Regions from separate parts of the Mus musculus genome. Here region 2 is linked to region 1. A link is a contact called in public HiChIP or PLAC-seq data. All regions are on one chromosome and are shown on one strand. Each heading gives the region's core, a stretch centred on a gene start, on an enhancer-like site or on the middle of the called end of the contact. The rest is flanking DNA. Distances are from core to core; before and after follow the strand shown. Region 1 holds the start of Baz2b (bromodomain adjacent to zinc finger domain, 2B). Region 2 has its middle 38 kb from the start of Marchf7.

The links. HiChIP or PLAC-seq counts read pairs in DNA pulled down with a chosen protein or histone mark.
Region 2: a contact with region 1 is called in an H3K4me3 HiChIP or PLAC-seq map of bone marrow-derived macrophages, with 3 times the contacts expected there. The contact joins the enhancer-like site here to the promoter of Baz2b in region 1. A contact is called at or near these places in 1 of 39 promoter capture datasets (macrophages), 2 of 15 datasets of contacts at CTCF or cohesin (the G1E-ER4 cell line and the NIH/3T3 cell line), 25 of 484 Hi-C or Micro-C datasets (the 3T3-L1 cell line, 3T3-L1-derived adipocytes, B cells and 19 more), 7 of 115 datasets of contacts at active chromatin or transcription factors (the HPC-7 cell line, the SCID.adh cell line, bone marrow-derived dendritic cells and 3 more) and 3 of 9 other capture datasets (adipose tissue, liver and pancreatic islet).

What each region holds. Positions count from the first base shown.
Region 1 is chr2:60,123,564-60,127,886 of GRCm38.p6, reverse strand. Baz2b (bromodomain adjacent to zinc finger domain, 2B) reads left to right here and starts at 2,147. Exons shown (of 36, transcript NM_001001182.3): 1 at 2,147-2,424.
Region 2 is chr2:60,169,437-60,173,759 of GRCm38.p6, reverse strand. It overlaps a transcript of Baz2b not described here. Among named protein-coding and RNA genes, the nearest start is that of Marchf7, 38 kb to the left of the region's middle. Within about 2 kb of position 1,754, at least 174 of the 459 cell types and tissues checked have an H3K27ac peak or open chromatin away from gene starts, as enhancers often do. A contact at or near this core is called in 3T3-L1-derived adipocytes, B cells, ECoMG-derived neutrophils and 17 more, where this site is marked.

The sequences.
Region 1 (4,323 bases), core at 898-3,397:
CAACTTGAAAGCATCCCCCTTTCCTTAGTCTCCTAAACTGATATTATCTAGGTAGAGTGTCAGTAACAAATATTGAAATATCAACATTCAACTTTATATACAGAGCTATTGCTAAGTTCCATCTGAATAATGACCGCCATTATAGAATAATGTGAGAGTTTTCCGATGTGACTTAGGATCCTAGGCTACATGCTACCCTTCATATTTACATTTTAATCTGTGTTTATCTGGATATTATTAGTCAATTCTGAGATGGTGGAATTGGTGACCTGGTCATACATGTGCAGAGCTTGGCCTCTGAGTTAATTAAATATGAGTTAATAATATATTGTAGGAGAATTATTGTCTTTATTACAGTTATTAGGTAGTTACTGAAATTATAGTTTGTAAGGAGCGCAAAGCCTGGCAAACTCAGGATTAAATCATGCATTTGAACCTTAGGCCAGCTTTACTAGAGAGACAGTCTGCTGCTAAAAGAGAAATTGTATGTCATTGAAATTAAATGCTTTTCTGGGGATGGAAGATTCCAGGTTTTAATGAAATTACTGAGTGTGGTGTAGTGAAATGATTAAAATCTGTATTCCGGGAATGTGGCAGGGAAAAAAAATCAATAAGTGCTCGCACAGCTCTGCTGCTCAATGTGAATCCTAAGATTGAAATAAACTACTACAAAAATAATAATTAAAAACATATCAGCACATTAATTTATTTAGCATCAGTCTCCCGAGACATCATCTTCACTAATTTTTAGCATACATTACTATGTAATGAGCAGCCGTCTTTTCAGATGCCCCTATTAGACAGCAGCATCGCCGCCCTTCCCCCACGCTCCTGCCTCGCAATCATTGTACTTGCACTTATTATGTTACAAATGACCGAGGTAAGGCTGACATTCTCAGAGCATGCAAAAAGACCTAGTCTGCCAGCTTTTTTTTCCTTCCTAATGAAGCAGCTTTGTGAAATCTCCCCATGTGTTAATACTAATGAAGATCCTCCAGCACAATTAAAATCACAGCCAGTGGCTGAGGAGGAAACATAAAACAATAGCATCTTTTAGGATACATCTAGCCACATATGCACGCATAAAATAATACATGGGCAAATCATTCTCTGAGAACTACATTTTTACTTGGTCTTCATTCTGAAAACTAAATTATCTAATTTGTAATTACACAAACTTCAAGAGTTTATTGTGTTCTTAATAAACACCTTAATATATATATATTTTAAATGACCTTTTTGTCTTCGTGGGTAATAACGTGTACCTAGGTTAAGGGGTTTTTTTTTTTTTTTTAACTCGTTTTTAGGAGACTGCGGGTACACTGTTGGAGGGAACGGGGTGTTCTTTGCCTTTAGTTTAACTTGATTGGTTGAAGGGAATTGGGGAGTGGAAGGTTAAAAATTGAGACAGCCAGCTGACATTCTGGGGCTCTGATGGAGCACAGCACGTTTAGTTGGTAATGGGCTATTAGTCTTTTAAAGTGTTTAGTTCTTACAGTTTAACTAGCTTTTTTTTTTTTCTTAACCGAAACTAGAAAAAAAAATGAGATTACGGCTTACAGATTATACAAATAACTGTAAAAGAACTTAGTGTTTATTCATTTGAATATTATTGATTCACACCATGAACATCACAAGCATTTAAATTCGTCCATGGAAAAGCATTAGTAGTTTACCTTGAGATCGCCTTGCGCCCTGCTTTTTAAAGCCCTAGCATGCACAAATTCTTGGCATATTAATTTAGCGTGTAGACTCCAACACAATTCCTAGTTTACAAACATAAAAGTTGGTGGAGATGGCTTATCTGTGTTCCCTAACAGTCCGTTTAAGTTTTTTTTTTTTTAAATTAAGTATTCAGTTCTGTCCCCCCCTCCCCGCCCCCCGAAAAGCAAAACAAAACATGTAAGTTTCTTAACTTTTTCTTGGGACGAGGAGCGGTGCAAACTCAAAGATACAGTATTCTTGGAATGAAGAAGCAGCCCCCTCCCTTGGCTCCTTTTAGAGCTGATAGGTCATTTATTATTGGAACTGAAATGGTATAAACAATTCTCTCGCTCTTTTTTCCCTTGTTAACAGCAACTTTCATTGTTAGAGAGAGGAGAGAGAGAGAAGCCTTGTTGGTTGACGTCACTTGGTTCATGAAGCCTTCGCCTAGAAGTGAAGCTGCTGAACAAACCTTGAGAAGAATCATCTCCTGCTTCAATCTGCTGCTGGATAGGAACTAATCAGAGAGCGAGCGGCGGAAGACGGGGACGGAGGGAGCCAGGGCTTTCGCGATCACGGATCTCACCTCCACTCCAACTCCCTAGACTTTCTGGCAGGAATTAGAAGAGAAATAAGGAGGCGGTGGGGATTCCGAAAAGCTTAACCCGCACCCGGGAAGGGCGAAAATCCCTTCCCCCGCAACTCAGTTCGAAAGTGAAGGTGAGTTTGAGAGCCGGGGTGCGGGGGTGCGGGCGAGGTGGGTTCCGGGCGGAGAGCGGCGGCTGCGGGCTGGAGCCCTCCCGAGGCGCCCGCCGCTGTTTACCCGCGCCGCCCGGTGTGGCTCTTTGTTGTGCGGCTGCGACGCAGCGGTGGCTCTGGGGTCCCGACTAGAGTCCCGGGCGGAGGGCGCGGGGCGCGGGGCCCTGGTACCGGGCGGGGTGTGTGTGTGGGGGGTGCGGGCTCCGCGGAACGGAAACTTTGCTGGGAGTGCGGGCGCGGGCGGGCGGGCGAGCGAGCGGCCGGGCGGGCCTCGTCCCTCCATTGTGCCCGCCGCCCTCGCCGCCGGCCTCGCGGCGTCCTCCAGCCCGGCCCGCTGCGGCGCCCCGCGGGGCAGCTCCCGAGGCGCCGGGCCCTGGCCGCCCCCGCCTCCGCCCGGGGCCCGCAGCCTCGCTCCCGCCGAACCGCGCCAGGCCGCTGGGGCTCCGGAGCCGGGTGGGGGTGGGGCCGCGGCCCCGGGCGGCGGGTACCGGGCGGCTCGGCTCCGGGAGGGCTCCGGGCGTCCTGGGGCCGCGGCGGCCTGGCGGGCTGGGCTCCGGGTCCTCGGGCTCCGCGTCCTCCCTCCCCCGCGACGCCCCGCTCCCCTCCCCTAAAGTAGTTCCGCGAACCCCAGAATTGGGATCGGGAAAGGCTAGGAAGTGTGCCGGGACTCGGAGCCGGCCCCGCGGGGTGGGGGCTGGCTCCTCTTCCCCTCTCCTCCGTGTTTATCTTTTGTGTGTTGTTTCCTTGTGAAGCGAGAAGCAGCTGCAGTCCGTGGCCGAGTTGTTGAAATTTATCCCTTTGTGTATATTACAATATCCTCCATTTTTCCCCCTGCCCTCTAAACAACAAGCGTTTCGCCATCTTGGGCAATTTTTATTCCCAAGTCTGTCTGTCTCTTTTAATTTTTAAGGAAGGGAAAGGAGCCATAGAAATGAAAAAAAGTGTGCCTGGATAAGGCTCAAAGTTAGGAACGGTTCAGGGGGCCATGTGACGTCATGTAAACTTTTATCAAGAAAATTTCCCCAAAGTGGTTTTTTGTTTTCCTCAAAATTTTCTCGTTTTTCGGAATCGTGTAACTTAGAGGCTAGTGATAAGTTGTGCACTTTATTTTTGTATTTTGCATTCAGAACGGATCGCAAAACCATGTTTGGTAACAAGTGGAAGATTATTTTTTTAAAAAATGATCGAAACTTTTTACTGTGTCACTTAGTATCCACCTAGTTTTGTGCACGAGGGTTTTAAAAAAATTTTTTAAGTGTATTTGTAACAATATAGTTCTTTTCTTGGGAGGTTCCACAGATCTAACAAATTGAGAATAGTTACTATTTATATATCCATCACTTGGGGTGTCTACCTCCCCTTTTACAATTGTGTTCTCCTCTTTCGTGCTATTTACATTTTAAAAGAATTATACAGAATATCAGAATATCAGATTCTTGATACTTTTACATCTTAGTAGTGAATATTAAAGTCAAAGGGTTGGCAAAAAATGTAGTTTAGCATATAAAAGGCAGAATTAGCTTTAATAGATAATTTACAGTCTTTTGATGTAAACTTTATTAACCATCATAAAAATAATGATAAAAACTACAATTTAAATTTGTTTGTCGAAAATAGTTTTTCACCTTACCAAAAAAAAAAAAAAGTTGAGCTGGTCACATGACCCTACTTAATGCTACACTCACTGAGGAGTATATAAATAGGCACAGTAAATTGAATGGAAAAGCGTAACTTTGTCTCCAGTAGTCATTTTCAGTCAGCATATTTACATCTCTTCTAACAGGGACCTGAAACTGCCTGTATTTAATTTGCATTCCCTTTGTCTTCTGGGTTGGGGAAAAAAACATTGACTACAATGAA
Region 2 (4,323 bases), core at 505-3,004, 46 kb before region 1:
TTTTAGTGGCCTCAACCGGGCCAAATTGGGATTTGTGGTTTGGATGTAGGAAAGAATTTCAGGACTAGCCAGTATGAAGCAGAGATTTTTGTTAAAGTTTTTTGGTTGGTTGGTTTGGTTTTGGTTTTTCGAGACAGAGTTTCTCTATGTAGTCCTGGCTATCTTGGAACTTGCTCTGTAGATCAGGTTGGCCTCAAACTCAGAGATCTACCTGCCTCTGACTCCTAAGTGCTGGGATTAAAGGCATTTGGCATGTGCCCCTACTGCCCTGCTTCATTAAAGATATTTTAATATAGACTTTAAACATGTCAGCAGAAAAAACTAAGAAGACATGCTAGAGAGCATGGCTGTGGGCTCCAGAGTCGCCAAGTTTGTGTATGGGCTCAAGGGGGCGCTGTACTTGTCTCAGCATTGGCCATATATGCCTTTCTGGTGGTTTGCAAGGTACATCTTCAAGTTTGCAAAGAGACCTTGTTTTGTTGTTTTTCTTTTCTCTCTCTCTCTCTCTTTAGATGAGTGATATTATAAGGTGATTCGGGCATAACTTGAATGGAATTTCAGTCTCATAAGGTAAATTCTGAAGCCACCAGGGCTACACAACAGGCTTAGGACACATCCTTTCCCTATAAATGGCTTTCAGGTGAGATTACTAGGAAATTGCAGGTTTATAGCTATGAAGGGAGAAGGGCTCTAAGCAGTTGTTAATAGTGCTGCAATTCTTGTATCTCTGAGGGGAAGAGGCATCAACATGATTTCTGAGTAAGGGGCTCTGCTCTGCTCTGAGTGTCTCTGTCTTGCCTCAGTTTAGTAATCATTTCCGCTTCTTACACTGGGTGGGACTGGAAAGTTGTGAGTAACATTGGCAGACAGAGGTTTGAGTTCCCAAGTTCTCCCTCCTCCTGCTGAACTCTGCTGGTTGCTTCTGACACACTTCAGACAACATCTATTGGCTGGGGCTTTAGCCAATTCAGGCTACATAAAGACAGTGGTGTCTAGGGGAAGTGAGAACCTACTGGCCCCACAGACCACAAAGCTAAGTGTGACTAGCACTGGGTTCTGCTGTGCAATGAAGGGAGGCATCTATAGTGAATGCAGTGTGACGGACAAGTGATTCTTGACTGGCTTTGTTACCACAGTTGTTAGGGTCAGAGCCTGGCCCCACCGTGGCTCAGCCACCCACCTCCAGAGGCCAGTTAAAACACTCATACACAGCATAGTTAAAGACAGAAAAAGGAAATTTATTATATGTAGCCACAACTGAATGGAAAGAGGAACAAAGGTATACTAACCATCCCTCAAATTCATCTTCAGCTTCCTGGCTTGAGTTTTTGTATAGTGTGTGTGTGTGTGTGTGTCTGTCTGTCTGTCTGTCTGTCTGTGTGCGTGTGTGTGTGTGTGTGTGTGTGTGTGTGTGTGCGTGCACTTGTCCATGTGCACTTGCAGTCCAGAAGGTACTTGGTATGGAATATCTTTCTCCACCACCTCCACTTTATTCTTTGAGATGGGGTCTTTCACTGAAGCTGGAGGTCCCTAAGTCACTAGCCAGGCTTCAGGAATCTGTCTGTCTCCACTTAACACCTGGAGTCTAAGATCTCGCCACACACCTAGGCTTTTGTTTTGTTTTGTTTTGTTTTATGTGGGTTCTGAGGAACTGAACTTAGGTTCTCATGGTTGGGTGGCAACCACGTCACTGACTGAGCCAGCTTGCCAGCTCAGGCTTAGACTTAAATGGAAGACAAGGGTGTGCATGACTAAGCACACTGGCCAAGGTGTGGTCATGCTCATCACTGCTTGGCTCCAGTGAAGTGAACTGGCGTGATTAGCTGTCAGGACTGTGTGAAGTAAATACCCATCTGAGAGACAAGCGCCTCCTGTGGTTGGCACTGTGCCCAGGTTTTTTCTTCTCGCAGGATCAAATTCCCTGGAAAATTCCAAATTTCTTGAAACTACTGTTTTCAATAGTATGATGGGAAGGCACCCAAGTATCTTTAAAACATTTTCAGTCCTGCTAGGATGGCTTGAACCTAGGCAAAACAGCCAGAGCAGGCAAAATGGCAAAGGACTACGCTTCAACAGTCACTCCCCTAAACACAGTCCTGGGAGACCTGGATCTAGGAAGAAGCCATTCCAATTCTAACAATTGATTTTTACTAGGTTTAAAGTATTTCTAAACTTTTCGTTTGTGTGCTTGTTTTTGTTTTTGGTCTTTTTGAGACAAGGTTTCTCTGTGTATTCCTGGCTGGCCTGGAATCTGTAGACCAGGCTGGCCTCTAACTCAGCGATCCACCTGCTTTTGCCTCTGAGTGCTGGGATTAGAGGCGTGCTCCACCACCACCACAACCATCGAGTATATTCTTAAGAATTCTGTCTCTGTCAAGGGAGTGAGAGACAGACATCCCTAATAGACACAGTGAAGGCGTTGAAAGTATGTGCAGCTGAATCATAGCAGAAAAATCCTGGATGCTAGGGAAAGATGTGGACACCAGCGAGAAGTAAGTTCCAAGTAAAAACTGATGCCCTGTTTATAAAGCCAGCTAAGCACATAATGACCCATTTTAAGCGCAAACAATAAATAAATGACAACCAATACTGCCATGTCTCACACTTATCTCTGAGAACCAATCCAGACATGGAATTCCAGTATAAGCACAAACTAAATTAATTCACAAGGAATACACGAGCATTGCGAATGCCTGCTTGAAGAAGTGTTACACACAGGAGCTAAAGCAGGGTAAAGTGTTTGCCTAAGAAGCCCCAGGCTCTGGAATCCGCAGCACTGTATAAACCTAGGCAAGGGAGCACACGTCTGTGATCTCAGCACCTAAGAAGTGGAGGCAGGAGGATCAGAAACCCAAGGTCTTCTTCATCTACAAATCAAGTTCCAGGCCAACCAAGGACATATAAGGCCCTGAAAGAAGGAAAGAAGAAGGAAGGAAGGAAGGAAGGAAGGAAGGAAGGAAGGAAGGAAGGAAGGAAGGAATAATAAAAGAAAAAGCAGCAGCCAGGACTGGCCATTCACAGAAGAGGAAGAAAGTCATCCATCGACCGACCCAGGAAAGAATGAAGTTTATGGCAGAAGAGATGTCAGCATATCTGTCTCACTATACCAGTGAGCCCCTAGGAGATGCACACAAGAAACATGGAATAGTATTTAACCCAGTTAGGAAAACTATCAACAGAATTACAGGAACCAGCAAATACTTCTCAATAGTAACATAACATAAAATGCTCTTAACTCTCAAAAGATGCAAACTACCTGATTGGATTAAAAAATAATTTCCAGGGACTGGAGAGGTGGCTCAGTGGTTAAGAACGCTTATGCTTTTGCTGAGGACCTGAGTTTGGTGATCTACCCACATGTAGTTCTCAACTACCCATGTCTCCAGTTGCAGGGGATCTTTTTCTGATCTCTCCGGGCTCCTGCACATACGTGATGCACAGACACACACTCAGGCGCATGTGCACACACACAGTTAAATAGTAAATATAATTTCCCTGCTATTTATTATATGCAAGAAACATGCCTCAATGGCAAAAGCACACATAGACTGAAATAATATTAGAAGTTGGAAACAGGTTCTGTGGTAGTTTGAATGAGAATAGACTCCATAGGTTCATGTTTGAATGCTTGGACCTGATTGGTAGAACTGTAAGAAAGATTAGGGAGTGTGGTTTTGTTGGAGGAGGTGTGGCCTTGGAGGAGGTGTGGCCTTGTTGGAGGAGGTGTGGCCTTGTTGGAGGAGGTGTGGCCTTGTTGGAGGAGGTGTGGCCTTGTTGAAGGAAGTGTGTCATTGCTCATGTGCTTTGAGGGCTCAAACGCTTAAGCCAGGCCCAGGCTCACTCTCTGCCTCTCTGAGTTTCTCTCTCCCTGTAGCCTGCAGATCAGGATGGAAAGCTCCTAGCTGGTGGTCCAGACTGTCTCTGTCTGTTTCCCACTATGATGGTCATGTAACCCTGTAAAACTGTGAGCGAGCCCTCAGTTAAATGCTTCCTTTTATAAGACATACCTTGGCCATGGTGTCTCTTCACACAGTAAAACAGTGACTAAGACAAATACTAACCATAGATTTCTCAGCACAAGGGAGGCCAAGGCAGGAGACATTCTCTGAACTGGAGACCAGCCTTGGATACAGAGTGACTTCCAAGCCAACCTGGACTACTGGTGAGATTCTGTATCAAGAAAACCCCGCAAATATTGGCGTGGTGACTTGTCACTGTATCCCAACACTCAGGAGGAGTTTCATGAGGATTGACATGATCTTGGTAAACCAGAAAAAAAAACCAACAACAAATAAGACCAGTTTTCCTGATGAACATAGATAA